2 separate regions of the Gossypium hirsutum genome follow, and region 1 is linked to region 2. The links are chromatin contacts, called in public Hi-C maps. All regions are on one chromosome and are shown on one strand. Each heading gives the region's core, a stretch centred on a gene start, on an enhancer-like site or on the middle of the called end of the contact. The rest is flanking DNA. Distances are from core to core; before and after follow the strand shown.

Region 1 (5,569 bases), core at 3,028-5,527, 160 kb after region 2:
GGCCTACCCACACGAGCGTGTGACTCTATAAAGTATGAAAATTTTTTAAGTATAGTAAAAGTTCCAAAAGTTTTCGGTTTAGTCCCGAACCACTCCCAACTATATTTTGGGCCTCGTGGGCCCGTATAATAGACGATATTCATGTGATTGGATGAATTTGATTTGGTCCAAATTTTATGACCTGGTTTTGTATGAATGTTTATGTTTAAGTTCGGTAACGCCTCGAACCCTATCTCGGCATCGGATACAGGTAAGGGGTGTTACAGAAGTTGATTGCCATTTTATTCATAAGGAGATATAAAATGCGAATATTGAAACATTTCATGTGCGTTCTTCTCTCCAGCTTGCTGATATTTTCACTAAAGCTTTGGGCACAGACCAATTTCAGTTTCTTCTTGGCAAGTTGGGCATTTCGAATCTTCATGCTCCAACTTGAGGGAGGCATTGAAGAAATTTTAGACAAATCAGTGCAACAATTAAAGGAATGATAATCTAGGATCTTTAGCTATATTAGTGAGATTAAAGGAATCGTATTCTAAGATCTTTAGCTATATTAGTGGGTGTATTTTTGGTATTTACTCTGTATAGGAAATCTTGATTTGTACAGATATAGAAGTTTATTTGTAGTAGGAATCTTGGATCCATATATACATGTTTAAGGTCAATGAGAATAATGGACATCTTTTTTATCCTAATATTTATGTTTTCTTCATACATGCCTCAAAGCCATTATATTTTAATAAAATATTTTTTTTGGTTTCAATTTTCTTATTTAATATTTCTAACAAGATTATTATGCTTCACCTTCTTGGTGCTTCTCAATAGTTGTGCTTTCTCCTCCAGCGAGAGATTCGGTTACTGATTGCTTGTATTTTTCCCCTCTTACATTTTTTAGTCTAAATTTGATGTCCAAAAAAGCTTTTAAACTTTTTGGATGAGAATTGAAACATGAAACAGATCTTATGGAACTATACTATGTTCTAACTTTGGTCTTTCAACTTTTCAATGTTCTAGGAACCCATTATTGAAAATACACTCAATTGTGTCGATGTTATTGCAAAAATAATTATTTGGTTATTGGTTTGTTGATGCATCAATGTTTATTTTTCCCTAAACATCTAATAAAATATGAGTAATGAGCAAAGGACAATAAAATTCAATCCATTTAACGAATTTTGCCTACATTTGTTTTGAATTTCTTTTAAATGTGGATGTAGATAGTTTTGATAAATACTTAATTTGTCTTAAATAATTCTATTTATGATAAAATTTATATTATAAATTATACAATACTAAATTTAAAATAACTAACAATTGTTTTTTTATGAATAAACTACCTTATAAATTTTATAATATTAAATTAATAATAAAAAATGCAAAATGAGATAAAGCTTCATGGAGTTGTGTACGGTGATTAAAAATAAAATCAACATCTAAGGAAATGTATGTTTTCAACATCTATATAAGAACCACCAAATAATTAGTTCTAGTAACTCTTGCTTTTTTTCTCCAATATTTTTAATGGAGTTAAGTAATAATGTATCTACTTTGTATCAAATAATTATTCATTTACAAATACGAGTATAGAAGTGGCTTTTAATACATTGATTGTGGATTAAGTTCATAAATAATGTCCAGTCTTGTTTGAAGTAGTGGTTAAATTTTTTTCTAACTTCTAGATGTTACAGGTTCAAATCCTATCATCCTTCTTTCACCAATATTGTAATGATGGAAAAAAAATCATAAATAACGTTAATTTTAGGCGTGAAATTACCAAGAGGGTGAATTGGTATTTTAAAAATCTTTACAAATTATTCCAAATTAAAAGAGAAAAAGAGAATTGCTTGGAAAAATCGATTTATAGTAGTTTGACTCCAATTCCCTACATTCACTACCTTGGTAACCAATGATTTCTCAATTCACTATAAGAATTGATATCTTTCAAGGAGAAGGTATAACATTTACAATTCTATATTTTTCTCAAAGCTTAGATAGAACATTTCCCCTAACTTTTATGGTTAAACTAGAACCCTCTTTAGTTTTTATGACTCAACTAAAGTAATCCTAATTTACAATTGGTGACAAGATGAATAAAGAATAATGGCAGCCTCTATGAAGGTAGATGTTTACAAGTATGAGCTATACATACAAATATATGTGAATGATAAAAGATTTGACACTAAGCTCCTAAAGAATATTTACAAGAGAAAATGAAAGAATGAAGATTTGAAGAATTTTCTCGTCATCGTTTAGCTTTAATGTTGCTCTCTATAGTCTTCAAGTGTTCTTGACTTGAATATATATCCTCTAACCAATTTTTAACGTTTGAAGCCATTGGAAGGAGTTTCTAACCATTAGAAGAATTAATCTTGAGCATTTAATACAAATTATAGAGTCAAGTCTCAATACTTAAAGGACATGTATCAAGACTTGGTTGAAAAATAACCATTAAAAATCTTGAGGTCTCAATACCTAACAACAAGTCTCAAGACTTGAGGAGTAAGTCTCGATACTTAAGCCAATAAGTTTCAAGACTATATTGCTCTCAAAAGGCCTATGCTTACTATTCTATAAGTCTTGATACTCGCAGTGCTAAGCCTCGAGACTTGGCACATAAGTATCATACTATACCTTTGTCAAAATGCTTGTTTGAAATTGGTTGGGAGATATTGAGAATTTGAGGACTATGTCTCAATACTTGACCTGAGAAATGCATTTTAATGCTTAGAAACAATTTTGAAAGGTGTTGGAGTTGTTCAAAAATATTTGTGAATTATCTAAGTCATTTGAGAATATTATTTTTTAAGTTTGAAACACTTGAAAATAAATTATACACATTTGATTGAATTTTGAAATTTTTTTTGGAAAATCGAAGCTAACATATAAGAATTTATCATATGTTTCAAATTAAATGTAAAGATCCATTACTATTTGAATGACGTTGAGAATTTTATCTGAGATAAACTTTCAAATTACACAATAAATTCAATTTGCAATGCAATACTAAAATTTTGGTTTGTTTTAATTATATATATGAAATTTTAATTCATTTTCACTTACTAGTGACATTAAGCAAAAAGATTAATTCATTTTCATCTTTGGCTAAATATTATTTTTGTACTTTAAATAATGAGAGGAGTCTGGTTCAAGGAAAGTAAAATTAGTTTTGTAATAGGATTATAATACAAAATTTATAGAGCAGAATGTCAAATATGTTACATTACCTTATTTGGATAATTTAGTTGAAGTATAGGATTCAAGTGTTTGTTTGACAAATTGTAAGATTATCTAAAAATACATATTACTAAATAGACCTTGTTATAGAATTTGTTTTTTTTTTTAACAAATTTAGTTTTTAATATTTTTTAGTCTCAATTCTCATAAAATTACGAATCATTGTAATTCTTATTTTGTATTACAATTTATATATTAATGAGTAACCATATGATGTTAAAGTAAATATATAATTATTAATTATAATAATTCATAAAAAAAATGATTGTATCATCAATCATATTAAAATAATTAATATACTAATAAATAAATCATCACAATAAATATAATATAACGTCTACTATTCCATTGTTAAGAAAAAAAAAGGAATTTTTATTTTTTAATTAGACTTGTTTTTTTCGAAAAAAAAGATTAAAGTGATTAAAACAATAAAAAATAAAGGATAAATTGATCTAAAATTTAAAATTACACTTATAAACTAAAATTATTTAAAAAAAAAAAGAGTTTTAATGAGATTGAACCTTATATAAGGATATCTTTATACTAATTGAGCATTACGAGGTGATTGGAATGGTTAGGAATGAAGCTAGTAGCATACGAGTATACAATAGTTGATAAAAATCAAAGTTAAACATGTAATTACACGAAATCAAAACATATGTATTTTTGAATAAGAAAATGTACAAACTTGAAAATTATTCTAACTATTATCGGGTAAAGTTAATTAATCCATTTTAAAAATCAAATATTAATTATCGGAAAGTAACCGGCCCCGCCGTTTTTGCTCAGTCGGGAGATATCATGGCTTTTAACCATGTGGTCGTGGGTTCGATTCCCACAGACGGCGTCTATTTTTTTGTTATTCCACTGCTCATTTTCGGCTGGTTATTTGGGCTTTCATTACTTTTGTTCTCGAAAACGGGAAAAGAATGTCTTTACGTCCAACAAAATTGGGCCATTATTTTGGATTGGATCATGCAATCAAGCCCAAACCCGAAAGTCAGTTGGAAACTGAATTCACCATAAAAAACCCTAATCACTTGGAGTCAATGAATGCATCGTTTAGACGCCTCACTGAACATCAGCATCAGAGCGTAAGGGTTTAGAGAAGAATATGGCGGCCAAAAGGAAGACCCCCGTCAAGTCCCGAAACCCAGATCTCATTCGTGGCGTCGGCAAGTATTCCAGGTCTAAGATGTACCACAAGCGTGGCCTTTGGGCCATCAAGGCCAAAAACGGCGGCTTTTTTCCCCGCCATGACCCCAAACCTAAGGTCCCCGCCTCCGCCGAGAAACCCCCCAAGTTTTACCCTGCTGATCATGTCAAGAAGCCCCTTCTCAACAAGCGCAAGCCTAAACCCACCAAGCTCAGGTTCTTCTCTCTAATCATTATTTATTTGTTTTGTAGATATTTTAGAAGTTGCTACTTTCTTAATGTTGGATCATTTTTTTGGGGGGTTTAATTTGTTTAGAGCAAGCATTACGCCTGGGACGGTGCTGATTTTGTTGGCTGGTAGATTTATGGGGAAGAGAGTTGTTTTCTTAAAGCAACTTCCTTCTGGGCTTCTTTTGGTTACTGGTAACCATTTTTATCCTCTAACTTTTGTTTCATTTGCTGAATGTTTATTTGGAATTTGTTTTATGGAATGATATTATAGATACTAGACCCATATCTGAAAATTTTATTTTAACAAATTTCATAAAATGATATAACAACCCAAGTATGCCAAAGTTGAATTATTAAAAATTATCCTGTTTTGGCTTCAAATTTCTTTATCTGCAAATATGTTTCTAGAATCTGTATGAAAAAGACAAATTGTCCTCAAAATAATCTCTATTCTTCTTAAAATAAGAGAGTTGAGACCCGGTTGAAGAGTACCACAGACTCGGTAAAAATGTACACCCTTGTGTTTGAGAAAGTTTCAAATCATGCTTAACTCTACTATTTTTTTTTTAATAATGTCAATATCTGTAGTATGGACTCTGAATGCTTGAACTGATGTTTTTTCTATTGCTGTATTTTGGCTTTGGTTCTACTTCTACTTATATGTTAGATTCTATCATAATATATCCTGTTTAACATTCAATGGTCTGGTGTTTAAGTGCTGCGATCGTGAAATCATAACCTGAGATTTACTTGTATGCTAACTGTTTTGGTATCTATGATTGCCTCTCCTGGCTTAAGGAGGAGGCTCGGTTATCATTACTTGTTGGTTGTTTGAATTTCATGCTTTGCTCATATGTGGGGAACTTGTTTTCATTGTAGGACCGTTCAAGATTAATGGCGTTCCTTTAAGGCGTGTGAACCAATCCTATGTCATTGCGACTTCCAGTAA
Region 2 (5,830 bases), core at 1,663-4,162:
TAAAATGCAACAAAAGATCATTGTGAAACTGAAAAAGAAATTGTAATCCTCGAGTGATACTTCAACTGGCTCAGTTTTGATTGTATTGAGAAATACAAAACAAAAACCCACAAGATTAAAAAGAACACGCCAAACTACATACGGCAAGAAGCAGTACTACAAACCAGAGACTCTTCACTTTCCCCCTCCACATGCTCTGACAGAAGAGAGAGAATATTAGCCAAGTGCTTTTGTAGATAGGATAGCTGGTGGACCTCTTCATCAGCCTGTGATGGCATAAATCGGCGGCTGTTGCTGCGGACAAGCTACAAAGAGAAGAACCAGACAGTAAGTCTTAAGTGTGTATCACCACAAATTAAGAGTCTAAAGCCATTAACTTTGAACAGCAAATAGATCTATAACCATTACAAATATTAACAGAATGGTGACATCCATATTAATGAGATAAATAGCTGGATATATCGTTTAACAAATGCTCCCATTATCTGAAATACTAATAATAATCTTCCCAGACACGGTACCAGCTAAATTAGTCATATATTATAGAAATCTTAAAGCAGCAGGGAGATGGAAAAAATAAAAACATGAACAATCAAACTAAGCAATTCAAAACACTGCATCTCTATTCATTACGTTTGTACCCAGGGCCCATCTCATCTTCTTAGGCTTAAAAGTGCAACAATACATTCCGTAGAACTAAAAATAAGAAAACAAACAGTATAACCAAATACAGCAGACTATAATTTTAAACTTATGCTCCCTCTTGGTTTTCACTTCTGCTACTTGCTTTTTTCTTTCTAATGATCTATTTGGGTTTGGCTAAATTAATGATTATTTGTGTCCAACACCCATCCCAACTTCCTAAGGTTAAATGCAACAATGTTTTGGATGAAGAATTAAATTAAGAAAACAAACAGTACAACCAAACACAATGAATACTATAATTTTAAACTTATGCTTCCTTTTATTTATCACTTTTGCAGATTTCTTTTTCTTTTCTAATGGTCTATTTGGGTTTTCTTTTCTTTTCTTTTTTCTTTTTTTTTTTTTTTTTTTTTTGCCTTTAGCTGAATGATTTATGATCTATTTGGTTGTTATTTTATGATTACGACTTATTTTCCTCTATTTGCCTTTCACCTCCTAAAAGTTAGTATTAAAAAAAAGTAAATAATTGAGCAACTTAATAATTTATTAAAAATGAATATAACTAAAATGCAACGCCAACATATAATTTTCTACATAAAGGCATACTCATGCAGTTTACTTACAAAATCAATTTTACTTTTTTAACTTCTTTTTCTTAAGTGTAACAAGTACAATCAAGGTACAAATACATGTCCAAGTAACCACAAGCATCAAACTATTACAACGGACTACCCAAGGTACCACAAAGTAGAATCGAACCATTGCAGCACAAATAGACTAAGAACTAGTACAATCCATACTAAAGCTAAGAAACTAGACTAAAACTCACACATGACAACTGCACATGATGGGACTCAGACACCATGCATAAAATTATACGAAAGCTAAGAAACTCGACTAAAACTCACACGACAACTGCACAGATGGGACTCAAACACCTACGCATATAATTACGCATGGTAAGTCTCAAACCTGGGACCCAAGGCCTCCGCCTTTACCATTTGGGCCAAGGCCTCATTGGGAATTGTATTTTAACTTTAATTTATTAAAATTATTGTTTTTATAAATGCATTGTTCAAGAAGTATGCATTGCACATCCTTTTTGCTTCAAAAAGCAAGCGACAAAAACATCAACCAAATGGAATTTTACAAAAAATTAAAACAAAATCCTATTTTATCAATAAAAAAAATAATGGTAAAATGTTAAGCAAACTCACACATAATTGTTCCATATAAACATATATCACGCATTGTTGGCATCTGAAAGTTAAATTAATACTTCAAAAATATTATTGCCTTTAGTTTACTAAGAGATTTTGCATCCTATTTCCAAAACCAAACATAGCCTCAGTTATCTAAAAGATTAAATCCTCGAAGACATCTTTCCGTTAGTCAAAACAGAATCACATTTGTTCTTTCCCAATGCCGAGCAAGAGTCAACTTTTCGCGAATTTCATAAGCCCACAGCATCAAAGGCGTTTATTTTCCTAAAAGTAACCATCAATCTACCATAATTGTATAAACGACATTGAAATTAAATCAATAACCACCTAAGTTCCAATAACCACAAATTCAATTAAAAAAAACACATTTCACCAAAAAAGAAAAAAAAAAGGGATAGCGAAGGGTCAGGCTCCTTACCTGCAAAGGCGAAAGGGCCGACAAGTAACCATCGAATGCTGACATGGAAGGCCAGACATCGGCAACCGCAGCGGAGTCCTTGTGCGAGCGCGGCAAAAGCCTCTTATACGATTGAATATACAAAAACAGGATCAGATCACGCAAATCGGCACCAATGGAGTCGACATCATCCGGCAGGGCGGTTACGAGCGGGTCGGGTTCCGAGTGGAGGACAGAAGCGAGAGTTTCAAGGACGAGACGCGAATGGTCGAATGAGATCTGTAGCAATTCAGCGAGGGCCGCCGAGTCGACTCGTTGAGTTGAGGGGGATGCGAATTTTTGCTTTAGAGGGGTTAGTGCTTGGACGGGGTCGTTGAATATGAGCTTCTGGATTGTTAGGAGACCGTGCTCGAAAGGCTCGCGTCGCGGGTGTAAGATAGCGGTCGGTATTGGAATCGAATTCGGGTCGCTCGATGACGTTGATGGTTCTATGGGGTCGGCCATCGCTTTGATTTAAGATAGGCTTTTTTTGCTAATGAAAAAAATGAAATAGAAGAGTTTTGTTCTGCAGATCTTCGAGCAATGAATGATGTTGTTGAAGGGGAAGAGTGAGTGGTTGGGTGCGGTTAGGTGGGATCGGGTATGGTGGAACCGCTGACGTGGCTGGATTTACTGGGATGTAACGTTAGTAGAGGCAATCAGTTATTTAGGTCAAATTTTATAGAAAGGTCCTTTTATTATGCATTTTGTTAGATTTAGTCCTTCTATTATAATTGGATTATATCTAATCTCTTTGGTTTTTTTTTTTAATATATATTTTCAATCCTGAAATATTTTTTCCATTAATTATGTCAAAAAGTTTGATATGGTTTTTCAAACATGCGGTAATGTAGCCTTAATATTTTTATATAGTTCGATAAATTTTAGGGTAAATTGTACCATTAGTGACTAAATTATGAATAAATTTTTATTTTGATCACTTAATTAAAAAACTATAATTTGGTCATTAAATTATTCAAAAGTTTTCATTTAAGTCACTGAGCTGTTAAAATCGATATTATATGACTTTTTTTATTTACATTATCTAAACCAATCAAAAGCTCTCTCTTTTTTGTCTTCTATAGTTCAGCTTTTTTCATGAAATAGTTTTAGACGTCACGAATCTGTAAACAAAAATTCAAACAACTATTATTCTTCTCGTCAATGAGTGTTGATCTATCATATCAATTGTCAAATCATTACTTGGAACTCAAACTTTTTTAAAAAAAATAACATAATTGCCAAATGACTTAAATAAAAACTTTTTAATAGTTCAATTACTTAAATAGAATTTTTTGAATAATTTAGTGATCAAATTATAACTTTTTTAATTAAGTGACAAAAAAACACTTATCCATAGTTTAATGACTATTGGTGCAATTCGCCCTGAAATTTATACATAGTTTCCTCTTTTTATTTTTATTTTTAGATTATAATAAAAAAAAGTATATGTCACATGTTTAAAAAATAAATTATGCCAAATTATTTAAAGAAATTGATGAAATAAATTAGCCTAAAAACCATAAATGTACATATTAAAAAATTAAAAAAAATACAAATGATTAATTCTAGAGGAGGGATTAAATAAATGATCGTATAGTACAAAGACCATACATATAATATGACCAATTACTTACACTTGTTATACCCCTGCCTGGGTACCTACTACGGCTCTCATGCATGTACATCCTGCACGATGTAAAGAGTTTCCTCGCGATGCCATCAAACACAACCATCATATTAAATCTAATTTCATTATTATTCTCTTCACCAATTATAAAGTTCGTCACAACAAGATATATCTAAATTACACATAAATTTATATTTAAATTAGACTCTACTAATAAAACAATCATACAATACGAGACTATTCAAGCTATTTTTCACTTATAAATAATTCTTTTTTCCGAAATCAGGATTACAAAACGAAATTTGCAACTTAAATTTTTCTCAAATATCACTTCAAAACCTTTAAAACCCTCATCATTAGTGGTTCTCCACACCACCTACAATGTTGATGGTGCGCGAAAAATTGACATATTTATGTGTTTTATTTTAATAAATTTTTAGACATGATGCTACTAATTTTTACGTTTATTTTTTAATTTCTATGTGGATGTAATATAAATCTAAAATGTGAAGAATAAATAAAAATATAGAGTCACTTGGAAGATTTGGATATAAGAGTAGCAATTTGACCTGCAATGCTTTTTAGATTTTAAGAAAATTTTATTTTTATTTAAATATTATTTATAAAAATATTAATTAGGAATTTAATCGAATTAAATTTTATCCCTTATATTTTATTTAAATAAATATTTAATTTACCTTTAAGAAATTGTATAAGGGTATACCACTAGAAATTAATTTCACTGAAAATTGGAGGGGAAGGGTGGTTCCATGTTTTGGCTTTGGAAAGAAAAACAAAATTCAATTTCTTTCTTTAATTTGCTTGCGCCATTGATCCCGTTACTCTTTTTTTTTTATATTATGAGTAATTAGATTATATTTTAGTTAAGGGTAGATCAAATTTCGATATTAGAGTTATGAGTAGACTTAATCATAGGTTAGATTATTCGTTCAGACCCGAATGCCCACTCAAAAAATGGAAGAGTTTAGATAAAAATATAGGTTTGAAAATGAGTTTGAATAGAAAATAATGTCCGTTTTTTAAATGGGTTGTGTCTTGAGTAAAATTTTCTTTCTCGAACTTGGCTCGGCCTGAATCAACCTAAACTTTCTCTTTTGTTGTTGTTTTGCTGCCATCTTGCTGTTGTATTGTTTCTATTTTGTTGTTATTATTTGAATATTGTATAGCTCTTTTTTTGTGTCTATTTTAGAGGTATTTATTTGCTAAGTTGCAATTATCTTATTGTTATTTAAGTATAAACACTTTTTTTCATTTATTTTCAATTTGTTGGGAAATATTTATTTTAATATTTTTAGTGTATTTGATGTATTATATTTTTTAAATTTGTTTTTATATAAAAATAATAATCTAAAAAAATTAATACTGACGGGATTTAACATTTTTAATTTGGGTCGAGCCTGGACAAAATTTTAGGGCCATTTTTCGGGTCGGGCCTGAGCTTAGAAAATGGGCATAAATTTTTGCATTGGCTTGGCCCGAATCGGTCAACCCATGATCAGGTCTAGTTGTGAGATCAAAAATCATACTTAACCTTTTTCGTTTGAATATCTGTTTTTTTTCCGTTTTAAGAGATAGATAGGATCATCTCATAATATTGTTTTTAGCATCATTTTAAGAAGGTTCCCTTATACGGTGTTGGAAAGGGTACACTGTAACACTCTTTAGCCCATCAAGAAAACATGGCGTATAACATTCAGTCAGACAAACTGCCCAACGGACTAGGGCTACCGACAAATTCAAACCTTTCGACTTAACTTAAATTTTTAGAAAAACAATTATGAAGATTTCCCTTTTAGTTAATGCATTTTTAAATAAAATTGTTAGGAATTTAAAAGAAAAATCTATATCCAACTTTGACGTATACATATAAATGAT

Evidence for each region. Hi-C and Micro-C count contacts between places; a contact is called where the count stands out from the background.
Region 1: a Hi-C map of leaf shows a contact between it and region 2, with 3 times the contacts expected there. The contact joins the promoter of LOC107888813 here to the promoter of LOC107938838 in region 2. A contact is called at or near these places in 7 of 34 Hi-C or Micro-C datasets (callus, hypocotyl and leaf).

What each region holds. Positions count from the first base shown.
Region 1 is chrA01:54,665,270-54,670,838 of Gossypium_hirsutum_v2.1, forward strand. LOC107888813 (60S ribosomal protein L6-1) reads left to right here and starts at 4,278. Exons shown (of 5, transcript XM_041111749.1): 1 at 4,278-4,605; 2 at 4,706-4,812; 3 at 5,500-5,569. The coding sequence starts at 4,349. It overlaps TRNAK-UUU (transfer RNA lysine (anticodon UUU)), which reads left to right and starts at 4,009; the gene lies at 4,009-4,081.
Region 2 is chrA01:54,510,957-54,516,786 of Gossypium_hirsutum_v2.1, forward strand. LOC107938838 (TBCC domain-containing protein 1) reads right to left here and starts at 2,913. Exons shown (of 8, transcript XM_041111740.1): 1 at 2,287-2,913; 2 at 165-305. The coding sequence starts at 2,769.